Regions from separate parts of the Mus musculus genome. Here region 1 is linked to region 2. Evidence: chromatin contacts called from public HiChIP or PLAC-seq data. All regions are on one chromosome and are shown on one strand. Each heading gives the region's core, a stretch centred on a gene start, on an enhancer-like site or on the middle of the called end of the contact. The rest is flanking DNA. Distances are from core to core; before and after follow the strand shown. Region 1 has its middle 4.5 kb from the start of Gm38794. Region 2 has its middle 19 kb from the start of Tbxas1.

Region 1 (4,280 bases), core at 467-2,966, 320 kb after region 2:
TACAGAGAGTTCTGGGACAGCCAGGGCTACACAGAGAAACCTTATCTTGAAAAACATAGATAGATAGATAGATAGATAGATAGATAGATAGATAGATAGATAGATAGAGATAACTTAAGAAAGTTTCCATTGCACAAACCATTAGTAGTAACATTATGTAAATATTTATAATTATTGTTAAATTCTGGGAATGGCTTCACTTAGCATCTTTTTATATCTGAGCCGTAAGATTCCAAGGCAATTCCAATTTTCTTCTGCAGGAGCTAATTACAATTGCTCTGAGCTACAGACATAATACGACCAGCTCCACACTGTCACTTCTGCGGTCTTTACTGCTGCCGTCTTTAAACTGTTTCTCTCATATGTTTATGTGACTTGTACTTCTCTGACTGAGGTCTCACAAGTTTAAACCTATTCCTTATTTCCTTCAGAGTGTGCCTCTCTTTTATTTTTTAGTGTGTGTGTGTGTGTGTGTGTGTGTGTGTGTGTGTGTGTGTGTGTGTGATATAAAAGGACAACTTGCAACTTGTGGGAATTGTTTTTGGGTTTGTTTGTTTTGGGTTTTTCTCCCAGCCACCTTGTATGTCCTGGAGATTGAATTTAGGCCATCAGGCTTGGCAGCAAGTGCCTTTACCCAATCAGCTGTCAGCTGTCTTCCCAGCTTCTCTCTCTCTCCCTCTCCCTCTCCTTTCTCCTCTCCCTCTCCTTCTCTCGCTCATACACACACACACACACACACACACACACATATATATATATACACACATATATACATATATATAATATTCTATATTGTATATATATGTATATGTGTATATGTGTATATATATACATATATATATATATATATATATATATATATATATACACACACACACACACACACACACACACACACACACACACATATATATATTGGATACAGCTTCAGTATGTCGTCCAAGCTGGCCATGAACTTGATATTCTCCTGCTTCAGCCTCCCAAGTGCTGGGTCTGCAGGAATGTGGCTCTGCAGGAATGTGCCACCATGCTTCACTTAAATACATTCACTGTTGACAGATGAAGGCAGCTTTCATCTATATGCAAATTAAGTTTCCATATGCCTTGCCTGTTTATACTGAGATACTCAAAACATTTTCTAAATTGCAGCCAAAGTCATATATTCAAGGCCTAGGGCTGTCGGTCATCTGGCAGAATTTGCTTAGCATCTACAAGATCGGGATTTGATTTCTAGCACCATGTAAACTAGGCATGGTTGCACACACCTAACTCTTCTCACTCAGTAGATGGACACAGGAAGATCAGGAAGGAATTCAAAGTCATCCCCCAGCTACGTGGCCAATTCAAGGACCTCCTTTCTGGACTGTATGAAATTCTGTCTTCACACCCCCCAAAAAAGGGCATATTTAAGCTTTATTAAAATAGCCAGTCCCCTCAGTAGCTGGCTGCCCCTACAATGGCTTCCAATGATATCATCCCTCTGGTGTTTACACCCTTCTATAATCCCTTCCTCCTATGGGCCAGCCCCCTACACACACACACACACACACACACACACACACACACACCACTCCACCCCACCCCCGCGCCCATGAATTCTAAGTGACTCTAAACTAAAAGGAATCAGCAGAAATGATGGAATGCCACTTCTCACACTGGGGCACAGAAAGACTGTAGCTCCCATCCTGCTTCCCCTGCTTCCTCTTTCATTTCTTCACTGACAGAAACCAACTGCTATGTCACGAGCTGCACCATGAAAAAGCCCACCTGACGAGGAACCCAGGGCCTCCAGCCAGTAGCCAGTGAGGAGCTGAGGTCTTCAGGTCATTGACCCCTGAGGAACAGGATCCTACCAACAAGCTCTTGTGTGAGTTTGGGGAAGAACTTGCCCCCTTCACTATATCGAGCCAACTTCAGATAAGCCTAACTGGTACCCAACTCCACTAAATGATGGAGTAATTTATGCTGTAGCAATAAATAACTAATATACCACCCAAATGTTTAATATGAAAAGTTTGAGGAGGCAGTTATTAAACACTACCTTTTGAAAATTTTAAATTACACTTATACATATTATAATATTATATAAGTTATATTAACATAATTAAGTGATAGGAAACAAAAGATACATTTTTAAAGATAAGTACCCCAAACTTATCAGTTCCTAATTATGTCACTATATTTTACTATAACCGTGTGCTACCCTTCTTAACTCCCATTAGTGATATCACAGTGATAATCTGGAATAGCCCATAATAGAACTATTTACACCATGGGAACTGGCAAATATTGGCAACCCTGATGTTAAATATTTACTGGCTGTCTCAATGTATTTTCTGTTGCTGTGATGAAACACTGACCAAAAGCAATTTGGGGAGGAAAACACTTGTTTAATCGTATAGGGTACAATCCATCGTGAAGGGAAATAAAGGCAGGAGGCAGAGGCCATGGAGGAATACTACTTACTGGCTTGTTCCCTATTGCTTCTTTAGCTTGGTCTTTTATGGCATCCACAATCAAATGTCCAGGGGTGGCCCCACCCACAGCCACACCCACGGCAGGCTGGGCTCTCCCACATCAATCATTAATCAAGAAAATGCCCCACAGACTTGCCCACAAGCAAGGATGTTGGAGGCATCCTCTCCATTGAGGTTCCTTCTTCCTGGAAGACTCAAGCTTGTGTCAAGTTGACAACTAACCAGCACATTTGTAAACCACCACCTGGTAGCCATTACTGCCCTAGGACAGCTAAGAATAGCATAACTATACACAGACCTGCCTGCAAACTATAAAAACATGTCACACAAAACCCAAACAAAATAACAGTTGATCCAGATGTCCTTAGGTAGAGGTCATCAGTGTGTTTTCCTACTCATATGTATTCAAACCTAAGACGGGCGTTATGGAGATGGAGTCAGAACGGAAAGAGACAGCAGGTTTACACAATGCCCATTCAAATATGCTTTGAAACTTTCTTTTTGCATTTTATTTATAGAGAGAGTGTCTAGGCATGCATGCATACACATGTAATGGTTTGGTGGGTGGAGGTCAGGAGGCAAGCTGTGGGGATCTGTTTTCTCCTCCTACCACGTGGGTCCCAGGGATCTCAGGTCCTCAGGCTGGGTTGGAGGCAGGCACTTTTAACTGCTGATGTGATCTCCAGCCCAGAAACTAATTTTTAATGATTTATTTATTCTTACTTTTATTTTATTTTATATGGTGTTTTGCCAGCATGTATGTCTGTATGAGGGTGTTAAATTACTTCGAGCTGGATTACAGACAATTGTAAGCTGCTATGTGGGTGCTGGGAATTGAACCCAGGTCCTCTGGAAGAACAGCCAATGCTCTTAACTGATGAGCCATCTCTCCAGCCCCGCCCAGAAGCAATTTTAAGTGGCATGATGTAAACACATTGCTAGGCCCCACCTAGGGCACAGGGAGATGCCTCTGCATGTCCAGAGTCTGATAACTAGGTTTCATTTACTTTATGGTACACAGCTCCCAGTTCTGGAACCTCATGAGCTCTTACTGACCTCTCAGTGGATCTTGTAGGAGTGGAAGCAAAATGGGGTGGGAGAGAGTTTGTGCTCGACATGCTTCTGTCTGTGTGTTCACATGGGTGGATCCTCAGTGTACGTATATGGGGAAAGTTTGCCTTTCCCCCTCCATTCTTCCTTGTGTTCCTATATAAAAGGAACTGCCCCTACAGCTTCTCTTTCTTATCCTCAGAGGCTCTTATCCTTCTTATAGAAGATGCCTCAGTCTCTTGTCTTAACACTATTACCTGGAAAAGAACCTTCCTGATCTACTAAGAAGGCAAATATAACAGCACTTCAAAAGCTACCATTTTTAAAAAGCTATCATTCTTCAGTGAAAGTATGATATGGAAATTCACCTAGAATAACTCTCAGGGCCAGCACGCACAGTTGGAATCTGCAGAGAGGCTAACTTCAGGTCAAAGTGACATTACTATCTAGAGTGGCATTATCTCCTCATGGAAGAGCCTCCAAAACCCAGGGCCTTCAGAAGGAACTCAGTGGTCTGAGGTTCACATCCAAGAGAAGCTGGAAAATTGCTCTCCAGATATGTTCACGCTGAGTAAGCTATCTTTGTGTGCATCCACATGTGTGTGTGTATGTCTGTGTATATGTGTATGTGTATGCATAAGGTGCTTATGTTTGCATGTGCATATGGAGGTCAAAGATATAGTATCTTCCTTGATTCTTATTTTTTGAGACAGGTTCTCTCACTAAACCTGGAGTCCAATCATTCAGCTAAGC
Region 2 (4,486 bases), core at 1,563-4,062:
TGAGCAGGGGTCATCAGAAAAGGAAGCATACCAGGAGGAAACCAGGGAGCACTGGGTGGGTCAGGCCAAGCTTCACTGCAGAGAAGCAGGTACTTTGTTCAAACTGCATTACTCGCTGCCTGCCATCTGGCTTCCGAGGTGTGTGAGGAAAGCAAAGCAGAAAACAAAATGCCGGTCAGTAACCCTGACAATAGAAACTTGTCTTCCGTAGAGGTTTTGAGAAGTGTGAGACAAGAATCTATCTGTAGGGGAGACCAGCCCCTTCATAAGTGTCATGCAACCAAGCTCGTAGAGGGTGATGTTTGCTCCCAAATCTTTTTTTGGTTTTGGTTTTGGTTTTTTTTTTTTTTGAAACAGGGTTTCTCTGTATAGCCCTGACTGTCCTGGAACTCACTCTGTAGAGCAGGCTGGCCTCGAACTCAGAAATTCTCCTACCTCTTCCTCCTGAGTGCTGGGATTAAAGGTGTGCGCCACAGCTCCCAAATCTTGATGGTTACATTTCAGATAGAGTTTTTACGTACCACCGAAAATGCAGGAGCTGAACTTTGCCTCTGAAATGTAACAAAAAGAAAAAAAAGAAAAAAAGAAAAAGGAAAAGGAAAAAAACCTTGAAAGCAATTTTTAAAGAAAGATTGATCGTGCTGAGTACAACAGAGCAGACCAGTGGTTCTCAACCTTCCTGATGCTGCGACACTTTAACACGATTCCTCAGGGTGTGGTAACCCTAACATTATTTCATTGCTACTTCATAGCTCTAATATTGCTACTGTTATAAACTGTAATGTAAATATCTATTATGTGTCCCCTGTGAAAGGGTGATTCAGCTCCAAAGGAGTCGAGACCCACAGGTTGAGAACTATAGAGTAGATGCTTAGTGAATGTTGCTAGATTTCAATCATCGTTGCCGTCATCAACGTTCTCCTCCTCCTCCTCCTCCTCCTCCTCCTCCTCCTCCTCCTCCTCCTCCTCCTCCTCCTCCTTCTTCTTCTTCTTCTTCTTCTTCTTCTTCTTCTTCTTCTTCTTCTTCTTCTTCATTTTCTGGTACTGGGTACTAAACCTAAGACCTTGCATATGCTAGGCAAGTGTTCTACCACTGGGCTATACGCCTAGCCCTTAAAAACTAACAAATTTTTACATTTTGAAGACAGGGTCTTGTGCTTATCCAGAATGGCCTTAAACTTACTGTATAGACCAAGTTATCCTCCTGCCTAAGCATCCCTAGTAGCTATAACGACAGGTCAAGGACGACTGAGTTCACTACTGGAAAGGAAGATTCATCCTTGGTGACCGAGGATGGGGTCCATCTGCCAGCCAGGCTCCAATACTTTCATTCTGGTTCTAGAGGACAGCTGTACCTGGGAGCCATGCCATCACTGGAAATCATGAGGAAGGTTGGCTGGCATCTCTCTGCCTGTATCCTTCTACCTGACCATTACTCTGACATCAGCATTGGCATTGTTATCTTCCACCCACCTCGCTGATTCTCTCTTATGGACCTCCATAGCCTGACATCTCTTCTTTAGATTATCTTTTAGTTCCTCCTTTACCAGGTCTTCATTCACTAGACTCACTGTTCCAGCCTGCACATAACCTAGAACAATGTGCCTAACACAGCATTCAATCTTAGAATCTCTGAGGTCCCCCTGCTCTCTACAGCAGGAATCCTGGCCTGCCTCATGCAACTTAGACAATGAAACAATTTCTACAGATTTCCTATGGTCCCATAAACACATGAGTTTGCAGAGACTTGGGGATCATTCTGTATTCCCTCTCCTTCCATCAACAGTTCTGTAGGTTGTACCTCTACAGTATTACCTTGCCCCCTCATCATCTCCATGGTTACTACCTTCACTGGAGCTAGTCCCATACCTTATAATTACTATAAGCTACCCCCATTCTCCCTGGCCCTCTCTATCCTTCCAACTCTTTCTCAACACTGTGGTCAGAAGAAATTTTTTCCAGTGCAAGTCAGGTTCAGTGCAAGTCATGGCTTCTCACTGCACCAGAATAAAGTCCCACATCTTTGTCAAAACCTCCAGGGCCCTGCCCAGCTCACTGCCAGCCTCCCTGGATATCTGTGGGTCCCACACTGGTCCCACCACCCCTGTTCCTTGCTTTCTGATAGGCTCTCAGAAGCATCCCATTGTCTACCCTCTTCCTGCTTCTTGGCCAGCAGAACCCATCATCTCTCTGGTCTTGCCTAAGTGTCTCCAGAAAAGCCACTTTCCACCACCATTCTTCTTATTTTTTATTCCTTTGTATATTTTAATCATCCTTTTCAATTACTTTGTTCGTTTCCTGTGTCTTATCTGTTTGCCCACTGAACTCTCAATGTCAAGAGTGTCTGGACCATGTACATCTTGGAAACCATCCTTTAATCTCCTAGCACAAGGCTCAGTGTTACTGTTTTTCAATGCTTCTCATACAAAACCCTCTCACTTCTTCCTCCAGCTCTCTGTGCCTTTCTCATATCCTCTTCTGCTCCCTCTAGTTAGCATCTCAACTGTGTAAAGTTTCAGTATTTTCCCACTGGTTGCTTAATTACTTCTTTTATTACAAACAAAACCAAAAGCGACCTTTTATTAGTGGAATTCAATCATTCTTCTTAATATATATGAGGAAATCTATTTTCATCCCTGTGAGTGTGTCTGTGTGGATATGTGTGTGTGCATACGTGTACATGTATGTGTGCATGTGTATGTGTGTGTGTGTACACACTTAGGAGACCAAAAGAGGACATCACTTCTCCCATAACTGGAGAGCAGGCAGTTGTCATGGGTACCAAGAACTGAACTTAGGTTATCTACAAGAGCAGTCAGTGTTTTTAACTCCTGAGTCATCACTCCAGCCTGGGCTTCCTCTTTTCCTAGCAATGTGCTGTGGGGATCGTCTTCAGCGTGTTGCGCTGTCTCATTGACATTTATTTGTTCCTTGTACTTCTTCCTCCTGCTTCTTTTTATTACTCCAAATCAATTTCAGAAATAGTTTTAGCAGTTTTCAAAACAAAATAATCCTATAATGCCGGCACTGAGGAGAGAGGGCAGAGACTTCAAGGTGGGTGCTTGAAGATCATTGGCCAGCCAGGCTAGCTAAATTGAAAGGCTTTAGGTTCTGTGAGAGACCCTGTGCTAAACCTTGAACCTTGTGCTAGTAGATAGAGAAAGAATGGTTTCCAAGATATGCATGCTCCAGGCCTTCTTGACATTGAGAGTTCAGTGGAGAGACAGATAAGACACAAGGAAACAAGAGGCAGAGAGAAATCAAGGAAAGACATCTGGAACAGACTTTGGACCTCCTTTTGCCCATGTGTGTATGTGCACCTACATGCACAAGTGTACCCACACACTAATAAGTATATATAATACACATACCATACCACACACAAATCACACCGCACACTCACACACTCCATACCACTTACACCAAAACTGAAACCAAAACCAACCAAACAACTCCTTCTTTCTTTGCTGCTTCTGGAAGCTCCCTCCTCTTTGCTTTTTACTACACTCTGTATACACCTGTACCATGGCTCCTCTATGCTCTGCCTGTCTGTTTGCCCACTCTCCACACCATCCTAAATAACATTATGCCTCGAAAGATTTCACTGCCATCTGAAAACCTGGTGTCCGGTTCAGAGGTGCAGCCTAGATATCTCCCAAAGCTGCCTAAGTAGCTAGCTGTAGGATATTGTCAACCAAAGGTCTCCCAGATCAGACACAGCAACTCCACATGTCAACAACCAAGTCCTCCTCTCTCACAGGACTTGTCTCCTGCATGCTCACTAAGTGCATCTAACCTCACTGTCACCCTTAGTTCCCGCTACCAGCTCAGTTACTCTCTGACTAAATGACCCCACCCCAACACGCCTCCCACATGTCTGTGAAGGGAATCACTTCTCTCCCTTCGAAACCACAAGCTTCCAGTTTCTCAAAAGGCTCCCAAAGGGCCTTCTGGACCTCACCTAGCCTGTTGTTGCTGCCTTAAGTTCTCAGCTTCCTGCACATCTTAAGGTCCCCCGTGCAAGCTGGCCCCTCTCTGCTGGAAAGTGGTTGTGATGGTGGATCTTCATTGCCAACTTGATTTGGGTTTCGATCTGCCTAGGAAACTCAGTGAGGCAGGAAGCCCCATCACAAATATGGTGGCACTGTCCCATGGGTTGGGCTTCCAGACTGAATCAAAGGAGGAACCCAACAGCACCAGTGTTTGTCTCTCTCCTGACTATGGACACTGTGATTGTCTGCCTCATGCTTCTGTCTCCAGTCACGGCTGCTCTCAGTACCATGCTTTCCCAACCATACTGGAGTTTATCACCGCAAACTGTGAGCAAAAGACACACCCTTCCTTCCTTCTCTTGCTTTTGACAGGTACTTTGTCAGGGTAAAGAAGAGCAGTACTAGCACAGTGACCTTCTGTGCAGGCATTAATCAATCTCTGGTCCTTTGTATTTCCTGGTTTCACCAGTGAAAACACTCTCACCGTGACCTGT

What was found. HiChIP or PLAC-seq counts read pairs in DNA pulled down with a chosen protein or histone mark.
Region 1: a contact with region 2 is called in an H3K27ac HiChIP or PLAC-seq map of microglia, with 7 times the contacts expected there. The contact joins two enhancer-like sites.

The regions. Positions count from the first base shown.
Region 1 is chr6:39,220,970-39,225,249 of GRCm38.p6, forward strand. No RefSeq gene overlaps it. Among named protein-coding and RNA genes, the nearest start is that of Gm38794, 4.5 kb to the right of the region's middle. Within about 2 kb of position 1,717, at least 19 of the 459 cell types and tissues checked have an H3K27ac peak or open chromatin away from gene starts, as enhancers often do. A contact at or near this core is called in microglia, where this site is marked.
Region 2 is chr6:38,897,494-38,901,979 of GRCm38.p6, forward strand. It overlaps a transcript of Tbxas1 not described here. Among named protein-coding and RNA genes, the nearest start is that of Tbxas1, 19 kb to the right of the region's middle. Within about 2 kb of position 2,813, at least 81 of the 459 cell types and tissues checked have an H3K27ac peak or open chromatin away from gene starts, as enhancers often do. A contact at or near this core is called in microglia, where this site is marked.